Linked DNA regions of Capra hircus: region 1 is linked to region 2. Evidence: chromatin contacts called from public Hi-C data. All regions are on one chromosome and are shown on one strand. Each heading gives the region's core, a stretch centred on a gene start, on an enhancer-like site or on the middle of the called end of the contact. The rest is flanking DNA. Distances are from core to core; before and after follow the strand shown.

Region 1 (5,504 bases), core at 1,491-3,990, 76 kb after region 2:
GGATTAAGAGGGAGGGGACATAGAAATACTTATGGCTGATTCAGTTGATGTTTGGCAGAAACCAACACAATACTGTAAAGCAATTATCTTTCAATTAAAAATGAATTTTAAAAAAGGTAGATTATGGATCATTATAGGCATTAATATAGTCATGGTGATTAAATATAAACTCCCTGGGTTGGGAAGATCTCCTGGGGAAGGAGATGGCAACCCACTCCAGTACTCTTGCCTGGAAAATCACATGGATGGAGGAACGTGGTAGGCTACAGTCCATGGGGTTGCAAAGAGTCAGACAGGACTGACTGACTTCACTTTAACTTCATGATAAAAAAAAAAGTCTGTGTTTCAGGATTTGACAAACTCTTGGAAAACATATCCTGCCTTCTGCTAGTTACAGAAGTATTTTCCCTGGGAAAAGTCACTGATATGCTTGAAGAAGTGGTAGTCGGTTGGCGAGAGGCCTGGTGAATATGGTGGATGAGGCAGAACTTCGTGACCCAGTCATCCAGTTTTTGAAGCATCGGTCGTGTGGCGTGTGGTTGGGCATCGTTGTGGAGAAGAGTCGGGCCCTTTCCGGTGGCCAGTGCCGCCGGCTGCAGCCACTGCGGTTGGCAGTGCATCTCATCCGTTTGCCGAGCAGACGGTTTCCCGGGGGCTGAGAAAGCTGCAGTGGGTCACACTGGCAGACCCGGAAACAGTAACCAGGATCTTTTTTTTGGTGCAAGTTTGGCTTTGGGAAGTGCTTTGCAACTTCTTCTTGGTTCAGCCACTGAGCTGGTCATCGCTGGTTGTCTTTTCACCACACATCCCATTCCAGTTGAGAAATGGTTCATTGCTGTGGAGAATAAGAGAAGATGATACTTCAAAATGACCATTTTTTGATTTGCAGTCAGCTCACGAGGCACCCACTTACCGAGCTTTTTCACCTTTCCAGTTTGCTTAAATGAATGCCGAATGACTGGAATGGTTGACACTGAGTTCTTGGGAAACTTCTCATGTAATTGTAAGAGGATCCGCTCTGATGATGGCTTTCAGCTGGTCGTTGTTAACGTCCGATGGCTGGCCGCTATGCTCCTCATCTTCAAGGCTCTCATCTCCTTTGCAAAGTTTCTTGACCCACCACTGCACTGTATGTTCATTAGTAGTTCCTGGGCCCAATGTGTTGATATTGTGAGTTGTCTCTGCTGCTTTATGGCCCATTTTGAACTCGAATAAGAAAATGACTGGAATTTGCTTTTTCTCTAATATCATTTCTATCTATAGTCTAAAATAAACAGCAAGTAATGTCTTTAGCAAAAAAAAAAAAAAAAACCATAAAGTGAGAAGTGAGCATTAAAATGATGTATAGCATAACCACATTTATTTAAGAATATATTCCAGTATCAAATGGCAAAATCCAGTGCAAAACTGCAATTGGTCTTGTACCAACCTAATGTTGGTCTGGCAAAGGGACGGCTTCTTGACTCTGGCCTCTTGGCCATTTCTGTCAGTGGAGACCTGCTCTCCATGTATTTGCTCTCTTTCTCTCTCCCTCCCTTGTCTTGCATTTTTCCTCCTCTTCCTCTTCTTCATCTTTTTAAAAGATTTTAAAGAGCAGCTTTGAGATTATAATGAAACTGGGAGGAAGACACAGAGACTTCCCGCACATAGGCATACCTCGTTCAGTTGTGCTTTGCTCTTTAGTGCTTGCAGAGACTGTCTTTTTACCAACAGAAGGTCTACGGCAGCCCTGCATCAGGCAAGCCTGTCGGTGCCATTTGCTTCCGACAGCATTTGTTCACCTCTTGTCCCCATGTCAGTTTCAGTAATTATTGCAATATTTTGAAGTTTTTCATTATTATTATATTTGCTATGGTGATCTGTGATCAGTGACCCTTGACGTGAATATTATAGTTGTTTGGGGGAGCCATGAACCACGCCCGTGTAAGATAATTGATAAATGTGTGTATTCTGACTACTCCGCCAGTTGGCTGTTCCCCTGTCTCTCTCCCTCTCCTTGGGCCTCCCTATTCCCTGAGACACAGCAGTTTTGAAATTAGGCTAATTAATAACTTCACAGTGGTCTCTAAGTGCTCAAGTGAAAGGAAGAGTTGCATATCTCTCACTTTAAATAAAAAACTAGACATGATTAAGCTTAGCGAGGAAGGCACGTTGAAAGCCAAGATGGGCCAAAAGTTAGGCCTCTTGCCCCAGTCAGCCAAGTTGTGAATGCAAAGGAAGGGTTCTTGAAGGAAATGAAAAGTGCTACTCCAGTGAACACACAGATGATAAGCAAGCAACCAACCTTGCTGTTGATGTGGAGAAAGTTTTAGTGGTCTGAGATTAGGCCACTAGATTAGATAGGAGATTAAATCGCCATAACATTCCAGTAAGCCAAAGCCTAATCCAGAGCAAGGCTCTACATTTTCAATTTGATGAATGCTACAGTAAGAAAGCTACAGAAGAGAAGTCTGAAGCTAGCAGAGGCTGGTTCATGGGATTTAAGGAAAGAAGCCATCCCTTTAACATAAAAGTACAAGGTGAAGAAGTATATATGTTCTGATATAGAACCTACAGCAAGTTTTCCCAAAAATCTTAGCTAAGATAATTAACAAAGGTGGCTAAACAACAGATTTTCAATGTCAACAAAATGGCCTTCTATTGGAAGAAGATGCCATCTGGGACATTCATAACTAGAGAGGAAAAAATAAATGCCTGGCTTCAAAGCTTCAAAGGACAGACTCACTGTCATATTAGGAGCTCACACAGCTGTTGACTTAAAGTTGAAGCCAGTCTCATTTTCCATTTCAGAAATCACGGGGCCCCTAGGAATTCTGCTAAATTCATTCTGCCTGGGTTCTATAAATGAAGCAACAGATCCCAGATGGCAGCACATCTGTTTACAACATGGTTTACTGAGTATTTTAAGCCCACGATTGAGACCCAGTGCTCAGAAAAAAAGGACTTCTTTAAAAACATTACTGTTCACTGATAATGCCCTTGGTCACCCGAGAGCTCTAATGGAAATGCACAGTGAGCTTAATGTTGTTTTCCTGCCGGCTAACACAACATCTACTCTGCAGCCCATGGATCAAGAGTAATTTCAAGTTTCAAGTCCTGTTATTTAAGAAATACATCTCATAAGGCCATAGCTGCCATAGATAGATATTCCTCTGATGGATCTGGAAAAGTACATTGAAAACCTTCTTGAAAGGATTCGCCATTCTAGCGGCCATTAAAAACATTCGTGATTCATGGGTATAGGTCAAAATATCAACACAAGCAGGAGTTTGGAAGGAGTTGACTCCAGTTCTCATGGGTGATTTTGAGGGTTCAAGACCTGAATTGAGGAAGCGACTTCAGATGTGGTGGAAACAGTGAGAGAGCTAGAATTTGAAGTGCAGCCTGAAGACGCGGCTGAACTGCTACAATCTCGTGATGGAACAGTGATGGGTGAGGAGGCGCTTCTTATGGATGAGCAAAGAAACGGACTTCTTGAAATGGAATCTACTCTGGTAACGATGCTGTAGTAATTGTTGAAAGACAACAAAGGATTTAGAATATTACATAAACTTAATTGATAAAGTTGCAGTAGGGTTTGAGAGAGTTGGTTCCAATTTTGAAAGAAGTTCTGCTGTGGGTAAAATGCTATCAAACAGCATCGCACGCTCCAGAGAAATTGTTTGTGAAAGGAAAAGTCAACTGATGTGGCAACCTTCATTGTTGTCTTTTTAAAATTTATTTTTAATTGGAGGATAATTACAATATTGTGTTAGTTTCTACCATACATCAGCCGTAGGTATACGTATGTCCCTTCCTTCTTGAATCTGCCTTCCACCTCCCACGCCCATCCCACCCCTCTAGGTTGTCACAGAGCATCCAGCTTGAGCTCCCCGTGTCACGCGGCAGATTCCCACTGGCTGCCTCTCCTGCACGTGCTGACGTGTGTGTCTCGGTGCTGCTCTCTCGGTTCGTCCCATCCTCTCTTTCCCCACCGTGTTCACAAGTCTGTGTCTCCTTTGCTGCCTTACAAACAGGTTCATTAGGAGATCTTCCTAGATTCCATGTATATATGTGTATATATAGGTTATACTACCCGGGCCTCCCTCATTGCAGGCAGATGCTTTACCCTCTGAGCCACCAGGGCTATATATGTTAATATATGATATTTGTGTCTTATTCTAAGAAATTTTCACCCCAGCCTTCAGTAACTGCCACCCTGATCAGTCAACAGCCACCAACACTGAGGCAAGACCCTCCCCCAACAAAAAGATTATGATTTGCTGAAGGCTCAGATGATGATTAGCATTTTTTAAGCAATAATGTATTTCTTAGTCAAGGTATGTACGTTGGTTTGTTGTTTTTTTTTTTTTTTAAGACATAATGCTGTTCGACACTTAATATAGTATAGGGTAAATATGTTTTTTTTTGTTTTTTTTTTTTTAAATATAAGTTTTATATGCACTGAGAAGACAAAAAAAATTTCATGTGACTTGCTTCATTGTGATATTTGCTTTATTGCAGTGGTCTGGAAGTGAACCCATGACATCTCTGCAGTATGTCTATATTCCCTGAACCCTTGTATGTGCAGTCTCCACCGTTATCGACATCCCTCACGAGAACAGCACAGTTGTTACAAAGGATACGCCTACACTGAGACGTCATCATCCCCCAAAGCCCAAAGTTTACCTCGGGGTTCACTCAGGGTTCACATTCTGTGGATTTGGACAGATGCATCATAATGCGAGGTTGAGATGGTTGGGTGGCATCACCGACTGGATGGACATGAGTTTGAGCGAGCTTCGGGGGTTGGTGATGGACAGGGAAGCCTGGTGAGCTGCAGTCCATGGAATCGCAAAGAGCCGGACACGACTGAGCAACTGAACTGACTGATGACTGTAAAGTCATTCAGAGTATTTTCACTGCCTTAAAAATCATGCGGGCTCCACTTGTTCATCCCTCCCTCCACACCCCAGACAACCACTGGTCTTGTCTCCATACGTCTGCTTTCCTCACTGAGTAATGTGCACTGGTACAGAGAGTTTCTTGGTTCTTTTTTTCCAGCTCTGTGGATGCCGCAATGCTTGCCTAACCAGTTTCCTATAGGAAATAGGGTTTGTTTCACCTTTTTGGCAACACTGCAATGAATGAATAACCTGCTACAGACTTCATTTTGTAGGTGAGTAGGTGTATTTGTGATATGAATACCCAGAAGTGAGAGAAGTGCGGAAGACTGACTTGGTATTACAGTGGACCTGGAACGGGATTAGCTGTCACCTACAGAAACAGGAATGACCAGAAAAATAACACTCACTTCTAGCAAGAGTCGAACACGACTGAGCAACTAACGCTTTTCTTTCAACGCTAGTATTTACAACAGAGGAAATGTAATGCAGGGAAGTGCTTATGACATGGTAGAAGAACTGAGAGCCTAACTGAGAAAACGAAGCAGAGGCGCCGCAGCTTGTGGCCTAGAGAGACAGAAATCAAAGCCTGTGTGACTGAATCCCAGAGCTGTGGGCCAC
Region 2 (5,930 bases), core at 3,391-5,890:
GGCCACAGCTGGTTGCTGAGGCCTGTGTGGTCAGTGGAAGACGGGGGGTGCACAGGGACTCTGGGAACGCAGGAAGGGCAGTGAAGGTGGGTGGTTGGGGCGTCTCCATAGAGATGGGGGCCCTTGGGTGGGGCCTCAGAGTATGAGTAGGAGCTTGCTGCCAGAGTAAGAGTGGGTATGCGGGCAGGAAGCTGTCCTGGGAGCCTGGTGTTGATGATATTCTCAGGGAAGGGCCTTAAATTCCTTGTCCAAAGATGTGGCCTTGATTCTGTATCAACCGTTAGGTGCTAGTGAGGGGTTTTTTTTAAATTTTTTTTTTTAAAGGCAGGAATGTGACAGGCGCGGTTCTGCGCTTCCAGAACTCTCTGTGAAAGTGAGTTAGAGACGGAAGAATGAGAGTGGAGGCCTCATGCGGAGGTCGTGCAGCAGTTTAGGGAGAAGAAATGGCCTCGAGCCCAAGGGGCTCACAGTGAAGCTGGAGAGGTGGGGAGTGGGGTTCAGAGATGTTTAGGAGGTAGGATTAACTTCAGACATTGATTCCATCCTACATAATAGAAATGGCAAAAAAGCTCATTTTTTGTTATTACTGGTTTTGCCGTTGGTCCATTAGTTCAGTGGCAGAGGAGCGTGCCATGAAAGCGATCCAGGATAGGGCAGTGTGGAGAGAGCCCTGGCGGCTCAGCGGAGTGGTCTTGGGCAAGTTACTCAGCCTTTTTGAATCTCACTTTCCTCATCCATGAAATGAAGCTTAAGTTAAATGTTAGTCCCTGGACTGTAGCCTGCCTGGCTCCTCTGTCCATGAGCAAGAATACTGGAGTGGGTTGCCATTCCCTTCTCCAGGGGATCTTCCTGACGCAGAGGTCGAAGGCAGGTCTCCTGCATCGCAGGGAGATGTTTTTACTGTCTGAGCCACCAGGGAAGCCCCTGGGAAAATGAGGCTTAATCCCACTCCATCACCGTCAAGAGTTTTCAAGGTTCAAAGATTCTATTTGCCTGGACTCGCGGCACCACCAGGTGGCGCTGCAGGGCTTCATGACCGCTTGGAAAACCGTGTCATCCGAGCTCTGCAAAGAGATCTGCCAGCAGGAGTCATTCTGAGGTCACTCAGTGACGACCCTGCCTCTGCAGGTGATATCTAAAATCCAGACAGCTTGCTGATACAGCTAATGGCAACATTAGTAATCATCATCACCATCGTAACTATTACTAAGAGTAGCCACCACCTGCAGGGCCATCATCCTGTGCCAAACACTGCTCATGAATTAGCTCATTTGATCCTTACAATGTCCCTTATTATTCCCACTTTTCAGATCAGGAAACTGAGGCCCATAGACATTAAGCAAGTTGTCCAAGGGCGCACAGTCTGCGAGGGGGCAGAGCCTGATTTGGCTCCAGGCCGTACATTGATTTGTGCCCCGAGCACTGTGTGATTTGTGCCCCGTACATTGATTTGTGCTGCACCGTGTAACACGCAGCAAAAGCATTTTCTAAACCCCACCATGCAGCTGCCAGTCCCTGGGCTGCTCTCGAGGAGGAGAAAGTACGGGGGAGCAGGGGTGCGCTGTCTGGATCTGGAACAGAAGACCTGGGTTTGAATCTTAGTGGCTCCGTGATTCCAGCAAGTGATTTAACTTCAGGCTGAGTCCGAGGGCAATCCTGTGGTGTAACCGCTACCCAGCACCCTCTGGGTTCTCAGCTGGTCAGAGTTGGGGGCCGGGAATGCCGCCCGATGTCTGAGCCCGGCTTTGCTTTGGTAGATCTGGAGAATTGAAGGTTCCAACAAAGTGCCCGTGGACCCCGCCACGTATGGACAGTTCTACGGCGGTGACAGCTACATCATCCTGTACAACTACCGCCACGGTGGCCGCCAGGGACAGATCATCTACACCTGGTGAGGGCCTGGGGTCCTATGCTTGGGGCGGAGCGGGGCCCCATGCCGGGAGCACGGCCACCACGGGGGCGGAGGGGGCGGAGCCGGCGGAGTGGAGGCAGAGGGGGCGGAGCCGGGGCAGAGGGGGCGGAGCGGGGGCAGAGGGGCGGAGCGGGGCCCCAGGCCGCGAGCAGGGCCACCACGGGGCGGAGGGGGTGGAGCGGAGGCAGAGGGGGCGGAGCGGGAGCAGAGGGGGCGGAGCCGAGGCAGAGGGGGCGGAGCGGGGGCAGAGGGGCTGAGCGAGGGGGTGGGGGGCCCAGGCCGGGAGCACGGCCACCTTAGGGGCAGAGAGGGCGGAGCCGGGGCCCACGCTGGGAGCACGGCCACCGCGGGGGGCAGAGGACAGGGCTGAGGAGAGCTTGCAGGTGTGTGAACCTGCACCAGCACAGCCGTGCTCCGCTGGGAAAGGCTTCTGTTTCCGGGGCAAGACCGCTGGTCTTACTCTCAAAACAAATTGTAAACTCGTCTCATAAAAGCATCACACGTCCATTGTAGGAGAGACGTGGGGACTAGGGAGAAACGAACAGAAAATCTCTCCCTCAATTCCACTCTAAGTTCTGTTTATCCTCTGATGTTTTCTAACTAAGAATTATTTTTAATTCTTTAAAGAGAGATGATATGTTTACGACTTTCCCCACCTTGCTCTAAAACCCTCTCTCCTCTGTGGGTGCTTGCCTTCATTGGCCTCTTATATACCCTTCCAGCCATTTTTATGCAGATAAAAGCAAAGCTGACCCTGTATCCCTAGTTCCCCTCCCTTCCTTATGCAAAAGATGGCATACTGTGTATACTGACCAGCACTTTGCTTTTTTTTTTCAGTTGATACTTCCTGGAGCTCAGACTATGTCAGTCCATAAAGAGCTCCCTTACTCTTTTTTTTTTTTTTTTTTTTTTTTACAGCCACATAATATTCCACTGTGTGGCTGTCCTGTAGTTTATTTAACAAATTCCCTGCGGACGCATATTTGCTTTGATTCCAGACTCCTACTATTACGAGCACTGCTATGATTAGTTGGCTTAAACAAACATCGTTTTGGATGCGTAGAGAAATATCTTTAGAGTGAGTTCCCAGAAGTTGGATTGCTGGCTCTGACAGTGAATGCGCTGGTCCTTTTGACAGATAGCACCCGGTTTCTCTAGATGAGCTTTGTGCCGTTTGCATTCTCACCAGTGACAGATGAGAGTATCTGTTTCCTCCTGGTCTCACTGGTGGACTGTGTTATCACACTTCCGCTGTTTGTCAACTTTAGAGTTGATAAAATGATATCTCAGTGTAGTATTTTTCAGTTCGTTTCTCTTACTGTGCAATCTTAAAGGTTGACTGATGGGTTTCTTCTTTTTTAAACTTTTCGTTTTGAAATGACTTGCTGAAAAGTTGCAAAAACAGTGCAGACAGTTTCCATATACCTGTTACAGTTTCCTCTAGGGTCACCTCTTACTTAACCATAGTGCAGTTTTCAAAACTGGGAAATTAACATTGTTGCAAGACCATGTCCTCCTCTATAGACACTTCTTGAATTTCGCCAGTTCTCCCACTAATGTCCTTTTTCTGGCCTGGGATCTAACCCAGGGTCTCACATGATATTTAGTCATCACATCTCCTCAGTGGCATTTAATCATCGTGTTCTCCGTCTTTTAATCTGTGACAGTTCCTCAGGCGTCACTCTTCTTTCCCAGTTTCGATGCTGTGGAAGAGCATTAGTCTTATTCTGTAGGTTGCCTCTCAATTTGACAACCTCAGACTTTTAAAAGCAGCTTGAAAGAAATGTTTCTGGACTAGATATTAATAATACTCCACATGGAACAAAATTCATGAGAAGGCTTTTAGAACATTTCCTTTGATCATCACGTTGATCTGTTAGACAGCTTATGCAGATAACACAGGTTAGTCATGGGAAATTTAGACGGCAGAGGAAGGGGTGAGGCAGAAAGCCCCCCTCCGTGCATCTCCCTGTGGGGCAGGTTTAGGACGAGGACGTCCACTGGTTGTGGTCAGACCGCTGTAAGAAGACGAGATGCTGAGCTGGGGTGTGTGGTGTGTTGGTTTGGTTCCTGGCTCTGGTTCCTTTTCAGAGAAATCTCTTTTCCTCTCTATTTGTCAGTTTCATTACCTGTAATCTGGAGATTTGTGGGTTTCTCAAGCCCAGGGTGACGGAGGGGCCCTGGCCTCTGTGCAAACCGAGGTGCTGAGGTTCACTTCCCTTCCAGGCAGGGCGCCCAGTCCACCCAGGATGAGGTCGCCGCCTCGGCCATCCTGACGGCTCAGCTGGACGAGGAGCTGGGAGGGACTCCCGTGCAGGTGAGCCCAGCCCGCTGCTCACTCATCTGACCGTCCCTCATCCCACGCGTCCATCCTTTTGACAGACATTTATGCAGGATGCGGACGCTGCGTCTGCAAACGTGAACACACAGATAGATCCTCCCCCTGGCTCCCAGCCCTGCCCTGCCCTGAACCGCTGCGATGTGGTTTATTACAGTCTAGTCGTGGGAGAAAGAGGTTCATTAGACATGCGGGCAGAGGGTGTACAATCACACGTGGCCTGAATTCTCACCAGCAGGGTGGAGCTGGGGTCTAGGCTCTGACCCAGCAGTGGTGGCTCTTGCTAGGAAGGGACCATGAGCCACCATGTGCGGTGATCTGGATACAGGCAGCACGGGCCACAGCTGGAATCTGAAGGGAAGCGGGCACACAGGGCAGGAGCAGATGGGAGGACAGAGGAGGTCCATCCTCCGCTCAGACCTCCTTGTCCGCTCCTCCCACCGCCAGGCGCTTGGCCGCAGTCTGCGCTGGCTTGGCAGGAGGGCTCTCTCCAGACCCGGAAGGCTCTTTTCTCACCACTCTGCCAGCTTTCTTGGCCGAGGCTGACGTCACAGTCCGGGAAGAATGTCCACGAACCATCCCTGGGCTTCCATTTAAGGGAATATTTGCAAACATGGGCTCTCTGGGTTCTTGGACTGGACCCAGCCTCAGCCAGGCCAGGCCTTGTGGGAGGGGAAACGCCAGAGCAGTGCCCCGGGGACCTCAGCCAGCAGGGCCGTCTCCAGCCCTCCTGCACCTCCTGCTCCCTGGCCAGCCCCTGCGCGCTGTAGAGCCACGCCCCGCTCCACACACAGACCCAAGCGTGACGGCTTGTTTGGGGGTGAGCCTGGGCCACGCCAGCTGCCCTGAGCTGAGCCCAGTGTGTGCGCACAGGACGATGCTCGCGCCCCCCTTTCCTGACCTGTGCTCCCGTCTCCCTCTCAGAGCCGTGTGGTCCAAGGCAAGGAGCCTGCTCACCTCATGAGCCTGTTCGGCGGGAAACCCATGATCATCTACAGGGGCGGCACCTCCCGTGAGGGTGGGCAGACAGCCCCCGCCAGCACCCGCCTCTTCCAGGTCCGGGCCAGCAGCTCCGGAGCCACCCGGGCCGTGGAGGTAATGCCCCGGGCCCCAGACCCCCGGCAGGATTGGCCTCTCAGAAACCTCTCAGGCCTGATGGGCAGATCTCTGGGCACAGGATCTGGTGGGGGTGGCTGAGGGGCTAAGAAGCAGCTTTTTGTACCTCCCTGCCCTGGCAGCAGGATTGTATGTGTTAGAGTTCCCCTTGTTTCAAGAATGCCCAGTGTCCCTCGCATACCTTCCATGACGGGCAAGTCACTACCTAACAGACAGTCCATTCTTCACAATCTGGATGTTGTTCTTGATTCCATCCCACTTGGCTGCTGTCCCTTTCATGGTGGAAGGTGCAGAAGCTGAGCATGATCCTTCTGTGCAGCCTAGAGGACAATGGGATCATCACCTCCTTTGTTCTAGGTGCTCAACTTCTCTTAATGCATCCCAGGTTTCTAGAGTCTCCTCGGCTGAGCACAGTGCATTTGTGACTCACAGGAGTCAGCGAGGCCTCTCAGTGTCCCGAGTCCTTGTCCTCAGCTCTGATGGGGCACATGCTCCCTCCTCCAAGTCCACCCTTAAGAGCTGCTCTTGCTGCAGCGTCTCCTGGACCGTGAGGAGGGAGCTGAA

What was found. Hi-C and Micro-C count contacts between places; a contact is called where the count stands out from the background.
Region 1: a contact with region 2 is called in a Hi-C map of blood, with 4 times the contacts expected there. The contact joins two enhancer-like sites. A contact is called at or near these places in 3 of 5 Hi-C or Micro-C datasets (blood and liver).

What each region holds. Positions count from the first base shown.
Region 1 is chr8:110,512,276-110,517,779 of ARS1.2, forward strand. LOC108636650 (a long non-coding RNA gene) reads left to right here. Exons shown (of 3, transcript XR_001918510.1): 3 at 4,504-4,774. Among named protein-coding and RNA genes, the nearest start is that of STOM, 26 kb to the left of the region's middle. Within about 2 kb of position 2,741, at least 1 of the 5 cell types and tissues checked has an H3K27ac peak or open chromatin away from gene starts, as enhancers often do.
Region 2 is chr8:110,434,826-110,440,755 of ARS1.2, forward strand. GSN (gelsolin) reads left to right here. Exons shown (of 18, transcript XM_018052716.1): 11 at 1,758-1,891; 12 at 4,139-4,229; 13 at 5,175-5,345. Among named protein-coding and RNA genes, the nearest start is that of STOM, 51 kb to the right of the region's middle. Within about 2 kb of position 4,641, at least 5 of the 5 cell types and tissues checked have an H3K27ac peak or open chromatin away from gene starts, as enhancers often do.